Linked DNA regions of Anas platyrhynchos: region 1 is linked to region 2. Evidence: chromatin contacts called from public Hi-C data. All regions are on one chromosome and are shown on one strand. The core of a region is the stretch at or near the end of the contact, and the rest is flanking DNA. Distances in the headings are between cores, read along the strand shown. Region 1 has its middle 14 kb from the start of MBNL3. Region 2 has its middle 16 kb from the start of STK26.

The links. Hi-C and Micro-C count contacts between places; a contact is called where the count stands out from the background.
Region 1: a Hi-C map of liver shows a contact between it and region 2, with 3 times the contacts expected there. The contact joins two enhancer-like sites. A contact is called at or near these places in 2 of 8 Hi-C or Micro-C datasets (liver and subcutaneous adipose tissue).

Annotation. Positions count from the first base shown.
Region 1 is chr10:16,258,886-16,265,874 of IASCAAS_PekinDuck_T2T, forward strand. No RefSeq gene overlaps it. Among named protein-coding and RNA genes, the nearest start is that of MBNL3, 14 kb to the left of the region's middle. Within about 2 kb of position 3,841, at least 2 of the 8 cell types and tissues checked have an H3K27ac peak or open chromatin away from gene starts, as enhancers often do.
Region 2 is chr10:16,055,552-16,062,097 of IASCAAS_PekinDuck_T2T, forward strand. No RefSeq gene overlaps it. Among named protein-coding and RNA genes, the nearest start is that of STK26, 16 kb to the right of the region's middle. Within about 2 kb of position 2,905, at least 1 of the 8 cell types and tissues checked has an H3K27ac peak or open chromatin away from gene starts, as enhancers often do.

The DNA of each region.
Region 1 (6,989 bases), core at 2,591-5,090, 200 kb after region 2:
GGCTCCCTCTAGCGTGTACAGCCCGGAACGTGGTGAGACTCTCGCATTGAGCTGATGGACTGGATGCAATCTGAAATAGATTTAAAACAACGTATATTTTCAGAGAAAATGTTTGCTCCGGTAGAAACTCTACCATTTCGCACTGCAAAACAGCTACTGGGTCAGCACGGCTGACTGGCTGCATTTTGCATGCTCACAGAGTCTGATTTCCCATGGTTTTGAACCAAAAATTAAAAGGTCAGAAAGACTCTTCTGTAACAGCAGCTCTGGCCTATTTTTCACCTACCACTTTTTCATTTATTCATATCTTCCTCAGGGACTAATCTACCTATTAGAATAATAAGGTTATTTTCTGAGTCTAATCTAAGAAAATAAATTAAAAAGTCTAAACCTTCCATTAGATCTCAGAGAGACAGCATTTCTCGGTCAAGGAGAGCCAAGACACTCAGGGATATACGTCCAGCAAATAACATTTATTAATTATGCATATTCATACACACAGCCATGGACGGCAGGCAGCTTCCACAAGCAGGCTCATAGAAGGGTGCCTGCAAACTAATGTGTTAAGTAAATAGCTCTTCTATTGCTCTAAGTAGTCACGTAGTAAAGGAGCTCCCATTTCCAAGTATCCGTGGAGCAAAATAATAGAAAAGCTATTAAAATCCAGAGAAAGATAGATTGCATTATATTGCCTAAATTAAAGCCTAAATTGGTACGAATGTAAACATTAAGGTTCCTACTTTCCTCCAGTTCTGAATACCAAGCAGATCTTGGACAGCACATACAATATATCCCTTCAATAAATGTGTCTGTCTGTCCCCCCCCAATTTTTTTTAATCTTTGCATTTATTATGAGGTCAAAGGCATGACTATACTGGAAAGAGCAGATCCACTACAGCTTCAGGTAAATAATGTGCAAGGAACAGCTCACCCTCTGCACTCCATGCCAGCAATTGGCTGGAGGACCCCATGTCCTGTGCTCTGCATATGCCAGCTCAGCCTGCTTCCCTGGGGACCAAATGGGGCAGGGGAGCAAGTTGAGGCAATGAGCAAGTTGGGATATGATGAGATGTCTGCATGTCTCTGCTGCTTGGCATGTGAGGGGAGAATCTCAACACCTATATTTAATGTCATGATATCAAACCCACTGGCATTTGATCCAGAAATGCATCCAGAAGCATTTTGTTCTGGAAAAAACACCTTGTCCATCACCCCTCTCAAAGGCAGTACTGCCACGAGTCCTCTGCAGCGAGGACTGCTCCGTCCTGCTTCCAGCTTCCTCCTCCCACCCAGAGGGAGCCACTCAGCACCTCACTGTGGGCATCCGAGCTGAGAAAGAGCCACCCCACCGGCGTGATCCATGTCTCCAGCTGCCACATGTTTGAGGGTTTCATAGCTGGCTGCCAACTGATGAGCGAGGCCCCCGCTGAGCAAATCAAAATCTCGCAGAAAAGGAAAAAGGAAAAAAAAAAAAAAAAGGCTTGCAACCAAATCCTTTTGTTGAGCAAATCCGAGGTACATCCTGCTTAATTAGCAGTCCTGAGAATTAATCAATTAATCAGAGACATTTCCCAGGCTTTGAGCTCTGGAGCAGCATGCAAGCACAGGGGATGGCCAAGCCCCTGTGTGAGGTCTGCGAGGAAGATGAGCGTCCCAGGGTGAGAGATGGTGATGAAAGGCAGCCAGGGCTAGCTGCCCTCTGGGAGCAGCTTGCTCTCTCTAAAATAAAGGTGGCCATGCCAAAGGGAGCGTGAAACACACTGTTACTGGGGCAATGGGATCCACGGGAGGTGCAGAGTATCTGCCTACCTAATTTTAAAGAATTGGGTATTCCTTTTTCTGTAGGGCTGTGACGGAGAAGATTCAACTGCAATCCTCTATCCTGGCTAGGAACTGCTGGTAGCCAAGCATCTACAGGGATAGTTCAGGGAGAAAACCCTTGCTTTTCTCCCCAGGACAGTGAGAGCCATTGCCCCAGGGCTGACTCCCAGGGAGAGACAATAACACAGGGTGATGGATGCAGAAATATCTCATCTCATTAGAAAGCCAGCTTGAATGGAAAAGGCCCAGTGCAAGGAGAATCCACCCCATTAGCCACAAGCAACGTACTGGGGTAACTGGTGGGTGCCTGGACCCTTTGAGAGGCAGCCTCAAAGGGGCTGATCACCCCACTGAGCCCTCCCTGACAACACTGAAGCGAGTCCCAGAGCGTGACATGGCACGACATCGTGTGAACTGGCTCACCACAGCATCACACAGCCCACAAAGCCCTCCAGAGAGATGGGAAAGGTGCTAACACTGCTCCTTCTCAGCTGCCTGCAGGAATCGGCAGTGCTGGGGATGCAAATAGCAGTGCCAGCATGTCCTCCACCCACTGCTGCAGGGTGAAAGCTCATTTTAACAGCTGACCCTAAAGAAAAGGAGATTCACCTTGCTGCCCCCCTCCCGCCTTTCAGACGCCACGGAGAGGTTCTGCACCCACATTTTCAGGGAATGGAATCACCATCATTCAGCTGGTGCCAGCTGAAAGGTATTTCTTTAAAGGGAACTGAATGCACCGACCTATGCGTATTCAGAATGTGCATAAATATCCAGACCTTTTTTAAGAGCCTGTGACAAACCTTCTGGGTGGATGAGACGATTAGGTTGTCTCCACTGGCCTCTTGCACGTCGTGGGCTCCTGCTACGGTTCATCCAGTTGACTAACACTGAGTCCAACAACTCTGTCTGGCAGAAGCAGCTCTTGCAGAAAGGCAGCCAAGCTTCATCTGGAGACAATAAGAAAGTGAGAAGCCCCCGCTCTCCTCGGTGGCTTGATCCAGTAGTTAATCACCCCCACTTAGGAATCTGTGCATGAACCAGTAACGTGAAATTAATGATTTCTTTCATCTTCCTGCTTGGCAGCCTGCTTGAGCTGCTTGTTCTACTGACAGTAATGATTCAATAATCTGAAAAACATTGTACTTCATTTACAGTATTAACAGCTGAGTGTACAGATACAGAGATTTTATTTATCCTTAAGGAAAGGCTGTTCTGCAGTCTGCAGAAGGTGACAGAATGAGTCACCTTTAGATCTTAATTTCAAATGTTGCCTCTGCAGTTTTGGGTTTGCATTTCAGCTTTGTACAGAAGAGACAGAAAAGCAGCCAGGTCAAACAGGCTCGTCCGGGGGTTAGGACGCAGGGCACAGTTTGCCAGGTTTAGCAAAGAATGAGAAGGCAGTGATGTGGGGCCCCGATCCCCCTGTTTTACAGCTTGTGGGTTGCACAGTACCAGGACTGTAGCAACATCTCCTCCACCTCTCAGATGGCTTGGGAACACACTGCCCTAAAAGTGTGTTTAGCAAGTGACATTCTGCTCCACAGCTGAATGTTTCTGGGGGAAATGTGAGAGTCAGCTGCTTCATTTCAGATTTTCCTCTCCCCATCCAAAATATGACCCCCTGTTTACAGAAAATCAATGCAGCAAAAGCAGATAATGCCACCCCTCTGCCCTGCAATGGGGAAAAGAGAGATCATCTTTGACAAATGCAGAGGGCCACAAAAAGTGCACTGCCTTAAAGAGCCATCAAAGTAATTTTAAAATCAATGTGATGCTTGATAAAGAGCCAGCACGACTCCCTCCAGATGGGCAGTGACATCCTGAAAGGCCTTGGGAGGGAGTTAAAATTCTGCAGGCAGCACTTTGCACACACAGCAGCCGATGCAGCATTCTGTCATCCACAAAAAAAAAAAAAAGGAAAGAAAGAAAAAAAAAAAAAGTGCATTGCAATGGCGTGACCGGGCGGTGCAGGGAAGCGTGCACCACGGTGCGTGAGTCAGCAGCGGCCGCGGGCCCTGCGAGATGCAGGCTCTGCATGGAGCCAGCCCTGCAAGCGCGTGCCTCCAGCACAGCCGCTGCACTCTGAAGGGCACCGAGGAAGCCAGCCAGCGTTAATTTTAATTCGTGCTCTCTCCATGACCGAGCTCTAGGGCACGGGGTGGGAGGGAGCAGCCCTGTTCTTGCTACTGCAAAATCTGTGACCGTTTGGGAAACTGCTTTGGCAAAGTGTGCTTCTTCTGCCTGGTCTGGCAATGGGAGGCGAGGTGCGTGCCGAATAGGGCCTGGCAGCTGGCTTATTATTTTGGCAGAGCCCATTGCGGTGTGGCCTCCCGGGGCAGGATCTCAGCACGGGCTGAGCCACGGCTGTGCCCCAGCTCTCCACTGTTTGTCTCAGCAATGAGCACCCAGGTGCGGTATCCCAGTTTAGACACCCACCGAGGGCAGAACAAACACCGTACCTGCATGCAGGGACGCCTGGCAGCACGCGGCACCGCCTGGGTCACCTCCACCTGTGGGTCCTCCACGTGGAAATTCAGAGTGGGACGTACAGGGCCTGAGGCTCTGTGATATCCTTCCTGTTATTCTCTTACATTTTTACAGAATAATTTTTTTCCGTATTTTAAAAAATCAGTGTATGGCTGTTTTTATTCACAATTATTGGAATTCACATTCCAACTCAGGATATTCTATGATTCTATGATAATTCATTACTCCCAATAAGCACCCATTTTTTTTATATATATGTAAATAAACAATGCAGCCCCATTAATTCTGCACAGCATCACATTCAGCTCTACAATTTTTAATTACAGGTGAAATACCAGCTTTTGCAGCCTCCCAACCTCCTCTCTCCACTTCCTGGAGAGGATGAACTACGTTCAGACCCACTCCAGACCCCCTCTTCTCTCCACCCCTTTCAGCTCCCCAGCAAGAAAAGATCCTGGGGCCAGCACCATCAGCCTGAGCTGCAGAGCAGCAGAAAGGAGCTGCACAACCCCCTGCTTGAGGCATGACCAGTGATTTACAGCATTGCTGCTTCTTTCTGACCAGACCATAGCTGCGTGTATGCCATGAGCCCATCCTGCTTCCCATCTCTAGGGAGGATGAGGGATTTTGCCAAGCAAGTGGTGCCCTGGCACTGATGCCTGTGCCGGGCAGACGGGTGCTCTGGCTGCAGCCCTGGCCCCCACAGAACCCAAATCCAGCCGCACTCCCTCTCCCTCCCTCCTCCTGTGCAGCTCTCTGTGCAGTGCACCAGGTGGTTTCCACCATGGGGAGGTCACTGCTGCTTGTGAATCCCCCGTGTGAACAATTTTGAAATAAAACACCCTTTTCCAACTCCTCCCATTGATCTCTCCAGGGGAGAATAGATGCTTGTAAAGAGAGATCAGAGAGATTTGTTTTGTCGGTTCTTTCTTTCATCTGTACATATTCAGAAACAAAAGGAGCTGCCACTGGAGAGAGGGAGATGGTGGGTTAGATGGTGGGGAGACAGAGCCATGTTGGAGGAGCTGCTCACTGCATTCACCTTCCCACACAAGGAATTAGCCCACCTTGATCTGGTGGGGAGGATTTGTTTAAAACACAAATACGGAAGACTTATTTTTCTACTGAATCAAAATAAACACATGCCCGTAAAACACCTCTAAGGATGACAACAAATGGGGCAATGCCAGCAGCAAATGCAGACGCAGTCACAGCACAACTTATCCTCCCAGAGCGACTACATCCACAGCGCTGGGAACAGGGAAAAGGGGAGTTCCTGACATTGGCCTTCAACCAAAAGCAGCAGAAATTATTACAAGTGTGGCAGGTCTCAGGAAAACACAAAAATGCCAGCAATGACTGTAAATCTGTGAATGATCTCTGCAATCAGCTCCAGGGGACACAGCCTTGGTGTGTACTGGCCACAGCTAGAGGCATGTGGGGACAACTGGCACAACGTGGCTTCCATCCACCAGTGCCACAGGCATCCCAACCTCAACACGAGTCTGGCATTATCCAGCTGTGCCAGCAGGTTGCCAGAATGGCCAGGGCTCAGCCAGGACATGCATTGTAACGCCTTCCCTGCAGAGAGGACTTTGGTTTTGTGTATTGACAGCTGCAATGCTCCTGGAAGCAGCACCCTGCAGCCAGGCTTTACCCTGCTGCTGCCTGGGATGTGACCCGGTGATGTGTGCTGCAGGGACAGTGCATGGTCCTGTGTGACAGCAGTTGCAAGGGTTGTTGCCTCCTGCTGCAGCAGAAGGGCCGTAGCAATTCCTGCTGCTGCGACCAGCACTGCACAACCCTGCACCAGCAAAAGTCGCATTGATTTGTGTTTGTGCAGGAGGACAGCTATTGAGGAGCTTTGGGCTCCACAGGGCTCCAGACTCGTCCCAGTGTTGCTGGTTTCATTTTAAAAGGAGTCAAAAGGTGACATATCAACGCCAGGTCTGCAAAATCATTACCAGAGAGACACACCGGGTCTGCTCCAAGCAGGGGGAACTTTCCACAGGGGTCCTGCTGCTCAGGTGCTGGGGTCCCTCCCAGCTGCGGTTCCTCTCCCAGCCACGTAACCGCTTTCTGCACCGTTTCGCTGATGCTGCTGAGGGTGCTGCAGCCATTCAGATAGCCCCATTCATTAGTAATTAGGCAGGCGTTGTCTGGCATCTAGATTAATCCCGCTTTTAATTATTTTGAAACTGTGCGAGATTTCCCAGGCATTAAAGATTATGCCCGCGCTTTGCTGATTCCGCAGCAATTATTCTAATGTAATGATGTCTATTAAGACGCTTCCCAGCTCGCCGTGCCCGGAGGGAAAATTCCCAATTTCTCCCGGCGGATCACGCACCTCCGGGCCGCCGGCAGCCCCCTGCCCGCTGTCCGCGGAGCTGTGGCTGGGTCACAGCGAGGGAGCAGCCCCCGGGGAGAAGCAGAGGCCGAGCAGCATCGGTAAGGAGAGCTCCGGGGCTCCGGGGCTCGGCCCCCTCCAGCCCGCCCGGTACCGCCCGGCCCCGGCTCCGGCACCTCTCGGCTCCCTCTGGCGGCCGCCGAGCCGCAGCTTCGGCCGGGTGGCTTTTGAGGAGGTTTAAGGTCACGAAAATGGCCCTCCCGGGGCAGGAGGAATTCTTTGACCTGAAAGAAAAGGGTAAGTTCGGCTCCTGGATCCATCTCGTTCCGGATTT
Region 2 (6,546 bases), core at 1,655-4,154:
TCTTGCACAAAGCATCTACAAAAAGACACTTTCCAGCCAAACAGTATTTCAAGTAATCATACGCTTAGCTTATTACATTGATGTTTTGCTTAACTTGCATTACATTCTAAACTGGTCTTGGCTAAAAGCATGAGACAGAAAGTGGACACAAAGAAGCTCATTAAACTCAGACAGTATCACTTTCTGGAACACAGACAGAGTGTAATAAGCTAAATTGAAATTTAGGGGCAACTTGAACCCAGAGTTAAACTAATGTCTTGTATTAAAAGTAGTGCTGGCCCTACACCTTCTGTGATATGAAAACAACAAAACAAACACCTGAACATGTGCTTCATTCTAAAAAACCAACTAACTGATGTGTGCAATGGGCATCTTTTCCTATTGATCTAATCAAAGACCAATTAGATCACATGCTATCAGCTATAGCTGTCTTAGACCTCATTGCCTGTATACAGAGCAATTCTGTAACGTATGAATTACAAAAAGCCAGTGCTTCCTTAAAGCACTTAAGTATGTCATTACCACCTCTCTCTGACCTGTTTTAATGAAGCAAGTTCAAACAAATACCATTGATTTTTGGCAATGGCAGTGGAAGCACTGAAATTAATTCGTATTTATCTATTTTGCCTGTTGGAACCTTTCTTACTCCTACACGTCAAAGCCTCTTAGCCTCACTAGTTTCCTTCCTTTACACAAAATGTCAGCGTAGAAGCTTTGAAAATGCCAGCTAGGTACTTTTCTGAAAAGGTATGAAACTGTTCAGCCCTTCAAATGTCAAGGTGTCAGCTACAGGGAACATTATTCACGGTATAGCTATTTAGTTCTTAATTTACATCCTACCGTTTTCCGGGAGAATATTCAAATGTAGATAACCCTGACTACATTGGCAACTACTAAGGCAGAACCATTAGCTAACATTTTTCAAGAGCTGATTTTCATATAGCTATTCCAGTGTGCACAAGACTTTGACTTGTTTTCCTAGGGGGAATAAAAGGCAGAAAAGCTGGTAACACACCCATCTGCATGTTGGACTTAAGGGGCTGTGTTTAAGCTTAGCTTAAAGCAAAAAACCTGCATCCTTGGAAAAACTGGCTCATTTTTATTAGGTGTGTAATATGTGTGGGGTATTTTTTGTTTACAGGAGTTACGTAAAATTATATTGATAAACCATTTATTAAAGCTTAGGTAGGGCTAGAGGAGGTCTCAGGACAACACCTGCTGTGTTCTTCTGTGCCAGAACTGAGCACTAATGGTGTCTGTTTGCCAAGCTTGTTTTTTTGTTGTTGTTGTTGTTGCTGTTGGTTGTTTTTATATATATATAAATAAAAATCTCATGAAGGAAGCTCCCAAATATTCTGTTCTACTGCTGTATTTGCCTTAATTAGAAAACTCCCTTAGTAACTGACCTAAATTAAATTTGCTGCAAACTAAGTTGATTTCTTGTTCTTTCTGCTATTGCCAGGGACCATGACTGTTCAGCAGCTGTTTTTGCACTCTGATATACTGCCTTGACTTCAGTCTCTATCTTCTGTTTTCTTTGAAAACAGCCCAAATCTTTCAAACTCATCTCCTAAATTATGTTTCTAAACATTTTGTCATTCTTACTGGTCTTCTCTATAGCTGTGTGTGTTGCTTTCTAAGCAAAACTGCATCATCCCCAGAACAGCAGAACACTTACCTTATTTGTCCATCAGTCCTTTCCCCAAGTATGTCCAGAATGAGTAGTTTTTCCTTCTTTTTGTGGCAATGAATTGTTATACAGTCAGTTTGTGGCTTTCTACAATTTTTGATCTTTTTAGCGATGCTGCTACCCTGTTAGTCACTTTTTTCTGCAAAATTGATTTCTTCTGCCTAAGAGGAATACTTTTAACAATTTTATTGAATTGCATTTTTGTCACTTATCTTTCTGTGCCATTTGGAAACTGTTGCAATCTTTTATACTCTAAGCGTGTCCCTGGACATCTTTCTAACCATTTCTCATTCAATATAATCCATGGAGTGCCATCTTTCACATGATTAAATTGTTTAAAATGCTGAAAAAAGCTGCTAACCTGGCAGATTCCTGTGAAATAGCAGCATTTGCTATCCTGCTGGGTGGTCAAGTGCTCTTTAAGAGTGTTTTGTTTTGTTTTGTTTTTAGCTAGCTGCTTGCCTATCTCAGTGATTAACTGTTATATTTCTTCAAGTTGATCATAAGGATGTTGCCCCACATATTTGGGCTATCAAATATAGATATATATGTGTGTGTGTGTGTGTGTGTGTGTGTGTGTGTGTGTGTGTGTTTTGGCACAAACTGTTGTTAATGGCTCATAAACAAGGCAAAGAAGGAATATAAAATTGTTTACTTTGTTCCAGGATTTCTCTCGGGATAAGAGTTGGATAACTGGATGAATAATTGCTTGGAGGCTTCCTTTCTGAAAACAAATATAATGTTTGTTCTTCAGTTTTTAGAGACTTCTCCTGTTTGCTGCAGGCATTGCCAGGATTTCAGGTGGCCTCAGTATTTAGGTCATTCTGCACTCAGGGACTAATATAGCCCTGCCCATCTGAAGACATCCACTTTATCTCAGTGTTCTCCAGCCTGTTCATCTGGATGTATGTTTATTTGCTTGTTAAAGTTAATGCACTTTGATTATAGATAACAGTTTTTGCGAGGACTAAAACAAAAGGAAAATCAAATGCACCAAGATTCACTGCAGCCAGCTCATTCTGATCCTTCTCGTTGGGCCATAAGCCTGTATTTCATCTTCCTTTAGCTTTTGGGGTATGCACAAGTTCTTTCCTTGTCTGCTTTGCCCTGTGTTAATCAGAATGCCTTTTAGCCCTGGGCTCTCATGCTGGCTGCTGCAGTACAGAGCGTGGTGAGGTGAAGGCTGGAGGGCAGAGGCAGGGAATGCTCAGAGGGAGCAAAGTGCATCAGATCTCCCTGAGATAGTGACCGCAAATTACAGCATACACAAAACAGGCTCTATTGCCAACTGCCTGCCAAGCCAGGCTTTTAGTTCTTGCTTTGCATCCTCGTTGCTCTACCAAATATGGTAGGAGGACAAGGTCTGGCAGCAGCACGCAGTGGCCCTGAGACTTAAACCAGGTCTCATACAGCTCTCCCCTGCTCCTGGTGCTCCCAAAGGTGTTTCAACATCTCTCCTGAATCACTCACTAGCTTATCTTCTTAACATGCCATGTATTTTTGCATGTTGGTCAATTGTAGATTTAAAAAAATATGTGGAAGTGGATGCAATGTGGATTTTTGCTCTGTTGTGTTCTAGAAGTAGAGCAAAAATGGGAAGCGTACTGTAAAAAAAAAAAAAAAAAAAAAAAAAAAAAGCAGCCAGAGAGCTTAGGGCTCTGTTACTTTCTTATCAAGTAATTATGTAAATAACAGGAGATTTTTGACTTGCCAATGCCCAACTTTGTGATGCTGATCTTTAAATGTTCTTATTTATAGCTGCCATCTTTTATTTTATCTGTATGTTGGGATGTTGTATAGCATCTTCTTAATGCACATGGGCTTGATAGTTTTTTTGTTCCCTTTAAGCAAAGTCACCCCGAGTTGCTAACTTTTTACAATAAGTGTGTGACACATGCAGATTTATGGATGCCAATAATAGTGGAATTAGAGTGAATGTCACTCTCCCAGAGTGACTGAGGTATATCTTATGCAACCCAGAGCTGACTCAGCTGGTGTACAGCTTTTCTTCCTCTTGAGGAAATGTAACACCCTGTCAGGGGTTGGGAAATGTAATTTTCTTTATTTTTTTAAGCAACTAGGAAGAGGAAGTATCTGAGAGCTTTGTCCCTAGTGCAGAGCAGTCCTCTGAGCTATTTTTCCTCCCACAGCCCCAAGGGGACACAACGCCGTCTGGTTCAGAGCAGAAGCATCAAAAGTGTCCCCAGCCATGGCAGCTGAGAAGTGGCCAAGGAGCCAGCACAGGCTGTGCTCCATGTGTCCCACGGCAGAGCACCCAGCCAGGGCAGGGGTGCTGGAGGCAGCCGGTCTCTGCTTTTGATTCTTCTGAGCATCTCCTGCCAGCACCCAGAGTGCTCTGCCCTGGGGCATGGCTGTTCCCAGCCTTTGGATTTTTCCTCCTGAGCATCAGTGTACAAAGGAGAAACTTTGCTCATGCAATGGGCACTAAGTGTCTTCCTGAATCATCTGGACTAGGACCATGATTCTTTATATTTAATTAATAGACATGGTAAAGCAAGGGTGTTTTCTAATAGTTTTGTAAGTGTGCTGCTGCTTATACTGTCCTTATACTACCTTTATCTCCTGACTTGTTAATTGTTTTTCTGCTTTTCTTCCTCTCTAGGTGATTGTTTTGGTCTAATCCCGGCAGGCAGCTCAGTACCACACACGCAGTGCTCACTCACTTTCCATAGGTGGGATGGGGGAGAGAATTGGAAAGGTAAAAGTGTGAGAACTCATGCGTTGAGATAAAGGCAGATTGCTAGATAAAGCAAAAGCTGCAGGTGCAAGCAAAGCAAAACAAGGAATTCATTTGCCACTTCCTGTCAGCAGGCAGGTGTTCAGCCACTTCCAGGAAAGCAGGGCTCATTGCATGGTTTGTTGGGAAGGCAAATGCCATTACTCCAGATGTTCCCCTCACCCTCCACCTCCCTCTGTTATTGCTGAGTGTTACTCCACATGGTGTGGGACATCCCTTTGGTCAGCCTGGGTCACCTGTCCTGGATGTGTCCCCTCACAGCTCCTGGTGCACCCTCAGCCTCCCTGCTGGCAGAGCAGCACAAGGAGCTGAAAAGTTCTTGGCTCTGTGTGAGCACTGCTCTGCAACAGCTAAGATATTGGTGTCCTATCACCATTCTTTTCATCTAAACACGGCATCATAAAAACTTCTACAAAGAAAGTTAACTCTATCCCAGCCAAAACTATGACAGTCAGATAAACAAAATAAGCTTGCAAAAGCAGCATTTCCTTCAGCACACAGAGCTCATCGTACCAAGGATAGTCTTGTTAGCAGATTCTCATACAGAGGCTCCTGCCACCCTTATAAATGAGTTGTGTGCGGCCTCTACAGGAACTGGCACACAATTGATGTTTTTATGCTGCTTAACTGTTACGTGAAGCCTCTGAGTGAGTGATAGAGAAAGAATTAAGAAGGAAGGTTGCCGTTGTGTTTAAGCTACAACTATACACTTTTCAGAGTATGTTTTGACTCCTGAGTAGCATGAGTAAAAACTCCCACTTTGCAAAGAGAGGGGGGAAAAAGAAAAAAAAAAAAAGCCTCTGTTTTAAAGGCTAAATCCAAATAACATGGTGCTTCTGGAGATGCACTATGCTAAACTTCTCAGAAACCAAGCTGACTGGTCTGGTTAGGACTGATATAAAACAGATACAGATGGGTCACACCATGCAATTTTTTTCCCCTCCTTTGGATTCTTTGCCTTTTTGGTGTAATCAAGTCAGTTCTTGGCTCTCCCTTAACAATAAGGAAGGTAAAAGCTTTCTAGTGGAAGCTGTAGCCGTTTATCTCTGGGACACAGAGCTCTGGGAAAATGTCAAACACTGCAAGATTCATGTCAGGTTCTGGAGTTACTTTGCACCTCGTTTACAAATGTTCTGAGGCAATGCTCTTGCCAGCTGCAGCTTGAATATGTCTGTAGTTATTAATGCTGCAGGATAACTAGCTCCTAGTGAGAGCCTGGGCTCCTGTTACGTTTTCTTTTCTTAGCTTGAAGGGGGGTCAGGGAGAAAGGTGTCATGCTTTTCATGCCGAAGAGAGAGGCTGTGAGCACTGAACCAAATGAAGCCTTGATTCCTGCAGATTTGTGCCTTGTGCTTCTTGACAGCCACTTGGCAGGTAGTGGGGTACATGCTATCTCTCCTATCCTGGGATGCATTCGTGGTCTCCTGTCTTCACAAGTTTGTAGGAGTAAATCCATGGGTGGAGGAACCCTCCTGGTCCTTTAACGAAGTCGGGTGAAAGTGGACCAAAACCCAAAAGTGATGATGGAGAAAATGGAACCGTTCCACCCCCTCTGTACCTCTGAAAAGTCAGATTTTCTCAAGAAATGGGAATGTAAAATTTGAGGGCAGTCCAACATTTCATTGCAAGATGACTAATGAGCAGAGAGCGGCACGGCCAGCTTAGGGGGACAGAGCTGGCATCACCCACAAGGAGTTTGTCCCTTTCGTGCCCAGTTCTGGGATGCTTCTGTGTGTGTGTTTGCTTGTCGAACCGATGTGCATCCCTGCTGCTGCAAACCCAGCAGCAGCAGCCCAGCACGGCTGCCGGCCGTGGCAGCGCGGCACTGCCCGCAGCCGGCGCTGGGGGGCAGGAGCCTCCCGCGAACGGGTCCCCAAGTGCTGCCCTGTCCCTTCCCAGCCTGTCGCCTCCAGCACGGGCTGTGCTGTGCTCCCGGCTCACCCGGTGCATGCCCAAGCCCCCCCCGTGCACGTCCACGAGCCCCAGTGCATGCCTAGCTGCCCCAAGCCCTGGCACCCCCCCCTTGCATGTTTATATCCCCCTAACATGCCCTGGCACCCCCCTGGTCTGCCGTGGCCCCCCCACACCCCAAACATGC